2 separate regions of the Rattus norvegicus genome follow, and region 2 is linked to region 1. Evidence: chromatin contacts called from public Hi-C data. All regions are on one chromosome and are shown on one strand. The core of a region is the stretch at or near the end of the contact, and the rest is flanking DNA. Distances in the headings are between cores, read along the strand shown. Region 1 overlaps Arhgap6 (Rho GTPase activating protein 6). Region 2 holds the start of Msl3 (MSL complex subunit 3).

The links. Hi-C and Micro-C count contacts between places; a contact is called where the count stands out from the background.
Region 2: a Hi-C map of psoas muscle shows a contact between it and region 1, with 3 times the contacts expected there. The contact joins the promoter of Msl3 here to the enhancer-like site in region 1. A contact is called at or near these places in 7 of 12 Hi-C or Micro-C datasets (the A7r5 cell line, the Rat2 cell line, Schwann cells and 4 more).

Annotation. Positions count from the first base shown.
Region 1 is chrX:28,527,522-28,532,363 of GRCr8, reverse strand. Arhgap6 (Rho GTPase activating protein 6) reads left to right here. Exons shown (of 13, transcript NM_001427045.1): 11 at 2,202-2,476; 12 at 3,903-3,983; 13 at 4,438-4,842. Among named protein-coding and RNA genes, the nearest start is that of Hccs, 25 kb to the right of the region's middle. Within about 2 kb of position 1,918, at least 1 of the 93 cell types and tissues checked has an H3K27ac peak or open chromatin away from gene starts, as enhancers often do.
Region 2 is chrX:29,208,513-29,213,354 of GRCr8, reverse strand. Msl3 (MSL complex subunit 3) reads right to left here and starts at 2,891. Exons shown (of 12, transcript NM_001014111.1): 1 at 2,784-2,891; 2 at 816-911; 3 at 398-498. The coding sequence starts at 2,791.

The DNA.
Region 1 (4,842 bases), core at 669-3,168:
GTTAGCTTATTCTTGATTTTATTTTCCTTCAAATTCACTGGCAGCCTACAAGTCTAGAAAATCATCCCCGTGGCCATCCTTTGGCTCCTGCCTATAAGATTGTGTGATATCAGTTCAAAGAGGAGGCAAGCAAAGCTCTTAGTTATTCTGTGTGGGTAGAGAATATCCTCAGCAAGAAAGCCAGGGTCCAGGCTGCCTCGGACAGGCATGGCCTATCACAAATGCCAGGATGTTTTTCCCCTGGGTACTAACCCTTGCTGGAAACCTGAGATAAAGCTAGGGCCCCATGAATCCACTTCCTTCATTTTGCATGCCAAAAACCATTTGGCTAGGAGAGGATTGCTCTGGGTATGTTTACCTTCTTTGTGACCACAAAGGATTTGTTTGGAAAACTGCAACAAATGGAAACCAAAGACTAGTAAAGAGAAGCAAATAGGGTAGGGGTGTGGGGAGGCAGAAGCACATTGTGAAGCGTTTAATCAACCTTTGATCATTTCCCTTTAAGATGTCAGGGCCACTGTTTTGAGGAAGGTAGAAAATAAAGATGGTTCCAGGTAAGACTATGCGCAGTTGATATTTTCCGGTATTCTCATTTTCCTGTTCCATTTACATTTTTGCTGTTATTTCTGTTGCTATGACAACTCATAAGTGTGGATGCTAATAGTATGTGAGATAATGCTATAGATTACATCGCAGAAGTATAATGCCTTGCAAAATCGTGTTCTGTGTATTCACGTATACTCGGTTCTTTATGACAGTAATTTATTTCCTGGTTTAGCCACCACTTCATACATAAACAGACATTTCCACCAGTAACATCATTGTCTTCATCACAGAAAGTATAAATTTATTTGCTAAGTGTGCAGAGGGTAAAGAAAAGTTTTCCTTAAACAACAATGAAGTGTAAGTCTGGATTATCGGGGGGAGGGACTTTTATTTGTTAATCATTTTATTTGTTTACATTTCAAATGTTATCCCACTTCAGGGTCTTCCCTCCACACATCTCTTAACCCTCTCCTCTTCCCGTTTTCTTCTAAGAGGGTGCTCCCCCACCTACACACATACTCCTACCTACCCTTCTTGCATCCCCCTATGCTGGGGCACCAAACTTCCACAGGACCAAGCACCTCCCCTCCCACTAATGCCAGATAAGGCCATCTTCTGCTACAAATGCAGTGGGAACTTTGGACTGGCCCACGTATGCTCTTTGGTTGGTGGTTTAGTCCCTGGGAGCTCTGAGGGATCTGGTTAGTTGATATTGTTGTTCTTCCTATGAGGTACAAACCCCTTCAGCTCCTTCAGTCCTTCCCCTAACTTTTCCATTGGGTTCCCTAGGCTCAGTCCAATGGTTGGCTGTGAGTATCTGCATCTGTCTTAGTCAGGTGCTGGTAGAATCTCTCAGGAGACAGCTCCTGTCTGCAAGCATTTCTTGGCTTCAGCAATAGTGTTGGGGTTTGCTGTTTGCAGATGAAATGGATGGCATGGTGGGGCGGTCTCTGGATGGCCTTTCCTTCAGCCTCTGTTCCATTTTTGTCCTTGAATTTCCTTTAACTCAGTATTGTCCCTGTCTGGGTTGTTTTAATTCAGGAGACAGAGGAAGGCAAAAAAGAGTCATCTTTTTCTTTTCCTTGTTGAGTAGTCCACCCCCCACCCCACCCCCACCCCCGCCAACCACCACCCGCCCTTTGCCCAGGCTTTAACTCTTAAATGTAGTCAGGCTTCAGTCCAGAAGGCACATGAGTGATGCAAGGTGGTGACAGCGGTCCATCTGTATTTATATCCTGTTTTTGTTAAACCTCTTAGGTTTTATTCCTCTCTGCCAGCGGGCAGAGTTGCTGAACACAGGCCTGTATGGCTTCATCTCCACCCTTCTAGTTGACCTTTGTTTTGTACCATTTGTGAGGATTTACTGCCCTCTGCTGGTTGAACTCCCGCAACTACAGAACTTCCTTTTCTCCTCTGGCCCCTCCCTCCTTTGCCAGCTGCCATGTCTTGTTACATTTGTTGTGTTTTACTGCCATCTTGTGATCGTGTTATAGAAAAACGTTTGCACATTATTGATGGGGCTGTATTTGTTGGATCATTGCTCAAAAGGTCTTTTTTATTTCCGCCTCCATGTCCATGTCTTCGAAATACTCCACTAGCAATTGTGTAATGTCTGAACCTGATCATACTTACACACCTGTCTTATCTTGTGCCAGGAGCCCTGACATGCTTCAGTCGGAAGTTTCCTTTTCCATGGGAGGGAGGCATTCATCTACAGACTCCAACAAGGCCTCCAGTGGAGACATCTCCCCTTATGACAACAACTCCCCAGTACTGTCTGAGCGCTCCCTGCTGGCTATGCAAGAAGACAGGGCCCGGGGGGGCTCGGAGAAGCTTTATAAAGTGCCAGAGCATTATACACTGTTGGACCACTTGCCATCGCCAAAGTCGAAGTCAAGAGAAAGTTCTCCTGGACCAAGGCTTGGAAAAGGTAACTGAAGCCTGGCTGTGACAGCCCAATGACTTAATCACCTGCCTGTGGTTGTAACACGGGTGGGCCATGTTGGACTTTCTTCATGTTTGTTGTTTCTCTAATTCAAAGAATATTTACTGAGTATCTGCTAAATACAAAAGATGGGAAAAAGGAATGGTGACCCCAAGGCATTGGACTTAGAAGGTGCCTTCAACCTTTGATTCTCAAATATTTGTGAAGTGAGCACATGCCTCAAAAAGCCACTCATGTTCCCAAACGATCTTTTCTTTTCAGTATCCAGAGGAGCCTCTGTGTACCTGCTAGTGGATTCACATTGCTTATTTGCTAGTCTCAGATGTCACTCAATTATTTCTGTCACTTTTATAAAGAAAAAGTGCTGAATCTACCATATGCAGTAACAATGCAGTGTACTAAAACTAGACAATGTCAGCATCCTGGGACAAAAGCACTAGCGTGGGTGTCACAATGATGTTCTGCCACTTCCAGCTAACAGGATGTCAAAGGAATAACTGAGCTCCGCAGAGGCCCAGATGAATGCCCCATGTATTGGTTCATTAGTGAATCTACAAGCAGTCAGTACTGCAACATTTACCTGGCTAATCAGTGCCGCATAATCTTGCAGGCACTTCTAGTCTCTTCTTACTTTGAATGTCTTAGTCTGTCTTATGATCTTCTGATACCCTCTAAAGCAGTGGTTCTCTACCTGTGGGGAGAAGGGAGGAGAAAGGAACACACACAGGAACAAATCTGCTGGTGGCAGTAGGGCAGTGTCCCTGAGGGATGTTCAGAATCTAGCATTACTGTCTCTGTACATCTGTATTTCTGTAGCTGGAGTCCATGTGGCCTTGTGTGAGTGTCCTACTACTGTTATCACTCACAATGAAGTTACATACAGGTTAGCCCTCTTATCGTTTGGGAAGTCAGAAATCACATGGGTGCATAGAACTGCTTTCTGGTCTGGAGGATGTGGGGAACAATCCATGTTCGGCCCCTTCCTAGCTTCTGCAGGCCAAGCTTCATGGCTGTTTCTTTCATCTCTGAAGCTACCAACATAGCAGTATTTTTCTCTTGCCTCCCTCTTACCCTTTTGATGAAATCAGAGCTGCCTGGGTCCTCTAGGAGAGTCACTTGACCTCCTGAACCAGGGGTATATGCAAAGTCCATCCTTAGAAGTTCTGAGTTCTGGGGGTCATGACACACATTTACTATGTATTAACTCTGCTTCTCAGAAACATGATACAGAAAGAACATTCATGGGTCCATCCCCAACACAACAAATTTCTTGAAAACCAGATCTAAGTAGTATTGTTTTGCATCTGGTAAACCTTGAGTACGATATTTTATGCCAAAGAAATGTAATAATATTTATTGGTCTTATTCTTAACTTTCTCTGTTGTGGACCCCTTCATGCTATCTTTCCTAGATATGTCAGAGGAGCCTTTCAATATCTGGGGAACTTGGCATTCAACATTAAAAAGCGGATCCAAAGACCCAGGAATGACAGGTGAAGTGCCATTTTTAAACCGTCTCCTTTAAAAATGTATTTTCCCTATCTCTACTTTGGTATTCTTAAGGGAACTGTTTGCCAACCATCATTCAGAAAATACTGAAAAGAGAAGAAGAAAGGGACACTAGCTCTTTGGGCTTTCTGCCTCAATATGCGAAGCTTGGCCAATAGTTCACTGCTGCTCTTTTCCTAAAGCCTAGGCTGTCGTGGCAGTTATGTAGTTTGGCAGCTAAGCTAAGCCCGTGAGAATCTAGGTGTGTTTCTGGAGTGTCCATGTAAACGCTTCTGCTATCAGAAAGAACCTGCCATCACTCTTGCTAGGTAGTTAATAGCTGAAGCTATGCTGTGCATTTTCAGCTGTAGAAGGAAGTAATGTAAAAGAAAAGAACAAGCAGCTAATCCCTCAGGCAGTTGTCCAAACTAACCCCAGTTCTTGCCTTTCCGGCTCCAGGTTCCTATGGTGACATTTTTGAAAGCAGCTCCCTCCGACCGAGGCTGTGTTCCCTCTCTCAAGGGAACCTATCCCTGAATTGGCCTCGGTGTCAAGGGAGCACCACAGGAATGGACAGTGGCACTCAGGTAATTCGGAGGACTCAGACAGCGGCCACCGTGGAGCAGTGCAATGTCCACCTTCCGGTGTCACGTGTCTGCAGCACTCCCCACATCCAGGACGGCGGCAGGGGGTCCAGGCGGCCTGCAGCCAGGTCTGAGCCATTTTTGTCCTTAAACAGCACGGAAGACCTGGCCGAGGGCAAGGAGGATGTGGCCTGGCTGCAAAGCCAGGCCCAAGCCGTGTACCAGAGACCTCAGGAGAGTGGTAGAGATGACAGGCGCCCCCCTCCACCTTACCCAGGGT
Region 2 (4,842 bases), core at 1,642-4,141, 680 kb before region 1:
ACAAACAGTGCATATTACAAAGATGCTCCTTCACTTATGACGGAGTTATACCTAGACTGATGAAAATCACCTAGCTTATTGAATATCATAGCTGACTGCTTTAAATGTACATAGAGCACTTAATTAGCTGACAATTGGGCAAACTCATGGAAACTAAGCTTACCTTATGGGAATACTAATATCTAATGCATTTTATTGCATAGTACACTGAAAGTGGAACAAGAAAACTTCATACCACCATAAAGTCAACAAAAATCATAAATGAGAACATCTATACGGTATGAGTTTGCACTGTTTCCCCATCTATAATTTCAATGACTCTTTCTCTCAATCCAAAGGTATAAAAGGACTACATGAACATGGTTTTAGTTGAAGAAAGTAATGTCAAAACACTCACAATTTTCGTCATTTTTAGTTTTTTCTTTGACTGGCACACTTTTTAAGACAGAGTCAACACCAGGCAACCTACAGCGCCTCTTCTTTTTTCCTGTGCCTCTCCTGAAAATGACAAACAAATCAAAATAAAACTTCATACTGGGACTTGGTAGCCACAGAGGTCATAATAATTCTTAAATATGTAGAAGATTAAACATTAAAAATATAACGGTAATCCCCACTACCAAATGGACAAGTTATTCTGAAAATATCTGTGATTCTTTAGAATACTATAGAAATGCTTCATTTACTTTAAATATGTAATGTAAGATTACTGAAATCTGTCATGTTATTACTTTAATATCATAAAAAATCCAAACCAGTGTAAAAAAAAATAGCCCCACTGAATAACACTCCCATCAAAGTATTTGTATTCTTACAGGCGAGCTATTGCCTTTTTGGCCAATTTTCGCTGTAATCTTCGGTTTTCATCTGTATCATGTAGCACATGATCTTCAGCCGCCCATCTATCCCAACTGCTTGAAAAAAGAGAAAGAGGATGTAAAAGTCAGTATCTTGAAACAAATGAAGCTTATGCTAAAAAGGCATCACGAAGAAGTGCCCCAGACTCGCTGACATTTTAGAAAGCTATAAAAAAACAAAAACAAAAAACTTCAAAACCACCGAGAGGATACCAATAAAGCTCAAAGGGAACTCAGTTACAGCAACCAAGATTTCCAGTGATTACTCATAGATCATCCAAACATGACAGACTTTAAAGTAATCATGCCTCAGAACAGTCAAGCTTTCCAAACAAAGCAGAAGCAGGAAATTAAACTTTTCTACCGGTGTTTCTAAAACTTAAAGTTACAAAATTATCTTGCTACAAGGGCGATTAAGTCTAACTGTAACAAGTTCACTGACCTGCTGTTCCAACCATTAAAATGTATCAGATATTCTGGAATCTTTCTGCCCTTTTCGTCTTTCCCGATAATAACATCGATGATCTGAAACCAGGAAATACTACTCACGCGTGGCACAGCAAACCGAAAATTATTATAAGTTGGGTAAAAAAAAAAGAGCTAGATCAAAGTCTTTTTTTAAAGAAAAAAAAAGTATTCATTCCCCCTTTTAGATCCAGAGCAGGATTGTAACATTCTTCAACATTTTTTTTCCTCTTTTGCCCGAGTGGTTGCCTCAAAATAGGAAACATCCGTCCAACCAACCCATGATTGGTCTCTTGAGTTTGAGACCGGGTGAAGCTTCTGAAGTCATTGGTCGGTGGATTTGTCATTAGCGAGGGCCCAGACTAGACAGAACAGCCCTGAGACCTCTGGGAGTTGTAGTCACCTGGGCCTTGCCTTGTCCAGTATCCTGCCTAGCTAGCCAGAGACTTCCACAACCCTTCCCCTCCCCTGAAGAGCCATGCATTCCCTGAGCGGATATCTGGTACAAATGAAACGGTATGGCCGTCGGTCTCCCAGCGATGCAGCAAGCTAGAGGGATAGCAATAGGAGGTAAACAGAGTTAAGGGTTGCAGGAGGAACCAAAGGTACAGAGCCCAGCACAGACCTTGGTGTCTCCCACCGGACACCACCGCTTAAACCTTGCTAAAGACGCACCTGGTGCTGCTCCAAGTTGTCTCTGCCACCAAGGACTTCGCCTTGGTGGCTGGAAACACTGACACTCGCTCCGACCCCCAGCGTGCCGACTCCTACCTTCTTGGGGCTCTGGAGCACTTAGGTGCCCACCCCTGCCCTACTTAAAAACTGACAACAGCAATATATAGCTCAGCCTGTGCTGACCGAGCTGGATACCCGCAAGACGCGATTCCTTCCTAACTCTGTTGGCCTCCCACCATTCCGTTGGTACGCGACTGAGCAACCTTGAGCCCTTCCCTCCCCCGCCCCTGGGATTATTATAATCCTAAATTCGACGAGGGTCCGGGGACTATTACGTCGCAAATTGACAGCTCGAAACTTAGGACCAGGTGGAGGATGTGGGTGGGAAATTTGGTCAGGGTGTCCTCTAGGAAGCCCATGTAGCGTGGAACCACATAGGACAAGAAGAGACTTATCGCAAAAGCAGAGGCCTCAGGCGGCAGTCCTCTCACACCAGGTGCCCGGATTGGCGCCCAGCGCTCAAACTGCCATCCTGGCCTAGCAACCGCGCCTGAGCGACGTGACAGGGCCGGAAGCGGAAGCAACACGGGTCCTTTCTAGTTAGGGCAGTCGCGCGCCCAACGCGTGACGCCAGCGTCCCCTGCCGACCCGGGCCGCTCCACGCAGGCCTAGGCGCGCCCTGGTGGCTGTCCAGGGCTCCAGGCCACTTGTCCTCCGCGGGCCCCTTTGCCTCCCATCCCTGGAACCCAGTCCCGCGTCTCCTCCCTGTCCCCCCCGCGGCGGCACCTTGGCATCGTACAGCACTCGCGCCTTGGTGGGGTCAGGCTCGAAGCACAGCACTTTCTCCCCAGAGTGGAATTGAAATTTCATGCCCTTGCTCGCGCTCATTTGCTCATCGTGGCGGAGGGCGAGGCTCCGGGGCGGGCGGAGTGCGTGCGGTGGGGGAGGACGGCCGGGGAGGCGGCGCTCCGCCACTGGGGGGGCCCGGGAGTGGTGGAGGCTACGGCCGCCCCGCCCTCGGCCCCTCCTCCGGCCACCCCGCGCCACTGCGAGGACCTTGGCAGTGGCTATGGAAGCGCGCGGCCCCGCCAGGGTTTGTCCCCGCCCGCCCCCTCTAGGGCTCCGGGAGGGGTGCGGACTGGGAGCAAGTATCCCCGCCCGAGGTCTTCCTGCAGAACGTTCCCTCTCGTCCCCATGGGTTAGGGTTCCCGCGGTTTCCAGGCTGCGCCCACGTGTGCGCCCGGCTGTCACCCCGGGCGTGCGCTCTCTGGCCGGAGCTTGGGGATCTCTTAGGGAGAGGGCTGCTGTGGGGTAGTCACCAGGCGCCGCTGAGGCTGGATGGCGTCTACCCCCAGGAGCTGTCTGGCCGCGCGCGCGCGCGCGTCAGCCCCCTTGGCGGAGTTGCGCGCACATGAGTGTGGCCACGCGAGAAGGACGCGGTGTTGGAGCTGGCCGGAGACGCGCAGTGGCCTTGAGCTAGGGGAGGAGACATTCCGGGCAGTTAATAGAACACAGGTCATCCTTCCAAGAGGACCAGCAGGTAGCTGGCTGGAGGCCCTGTGTGAGCAGTAGGCAGAAAGGCTTATGTGTCTTTAAAGGGTATATGTGTCAGCTTGCAGCACTCCTCAATTGCTCACCTACGGTCTGTCTTTAGTGGCTCAAAAGCTCCTAAAGAGTGGAAGCACCATTGAGACCTCTGTTAACAGTGTAACTGCACAGATGGGATGTTCCATGAATACTCCCTGAATGAATGACCAGAAGACAGAAGACTTGAAGGTCAACCTTCAGCGACAGAGAGGGCAGTGCTGGCCGGTTTCTTCTTGAGTGCAAAGCCACTAGGCAATGTGGTTACTAGATTAAGACCTGACTGGGTAGCTGAGCAGATGGGCTAGAAGGTTAACCCCTCAGGTTTTAGTGAACTATCAGATTTCCCACACTACTCTGTTCTTGCTTCCAGAAATTTGCATCTCCCCACCCCCACCTCCCTCCACCTAGTACAAGGTCCAAATCTCTCACACCTCCACTTGGGGAATTCCAAACGTCCCTCAGGCTTCTCTAGAGGAATCATACACCTGGCCAGTGTTGTCTCTCAGAACTCGATTGCGGTAAATTGCTTGCATTTACTGCTCTGCTGTAGAATGGGTTGTTTATTTGTAAGATGGCCCCACTAAGAGGGTAAGCTGCTTGAAGCTGGGGTTTGGGGGTGTCTAATCCAGATTGCCATTGTATACTCCCAGAACACAATAAATATTTAATGAACAAATGATTGCAGATTTATGAAACCGAATCCATAAAACTCAGTAGCCAACTGCTGTGAAGGAAGGAAGGGAAGGAGGAATCTTGGGAGACCCCCAGGTTTTCTAGCATAAAGAGCTGAGTGAAGGATGGGTCCACTGGTGAGACAGGGGCAAGGGAGAGGAGGACAGGTTTGAAGAAAATGGCCAAATGATGACTTGTATCTAAGACAATAAAGTCCATAAGGCGGATTCTCCAGGGATGTGGACGGTAGTGTTCCCTGCAAATGGCAGGGGCAGCTAATAGCTTGTTGCATGTCAACATAGCTGGAGTAGTTTGGTGTTTCTGAATCACGAATGGAAAATTCCACTCCATGCTCTAACCTTTGAGGGGAGGTGGATTCCCCCCCCCATTCATTTCTATCCTTGTGTCATAAATCTCTCTCTCTCTCTCTCTCTCTCTCTCTCTCTCTCTCCCCTCCTCTATAAAATCTAAGATATATATCATATATTATATACACATAATGTCTGATCTCCCCCCCTGTGTGTGTGTGTGTGTGTGTGTGTGTGTGTGTGTGTGTGTGTGTAATTCTTATAATGGCAGCAATTCT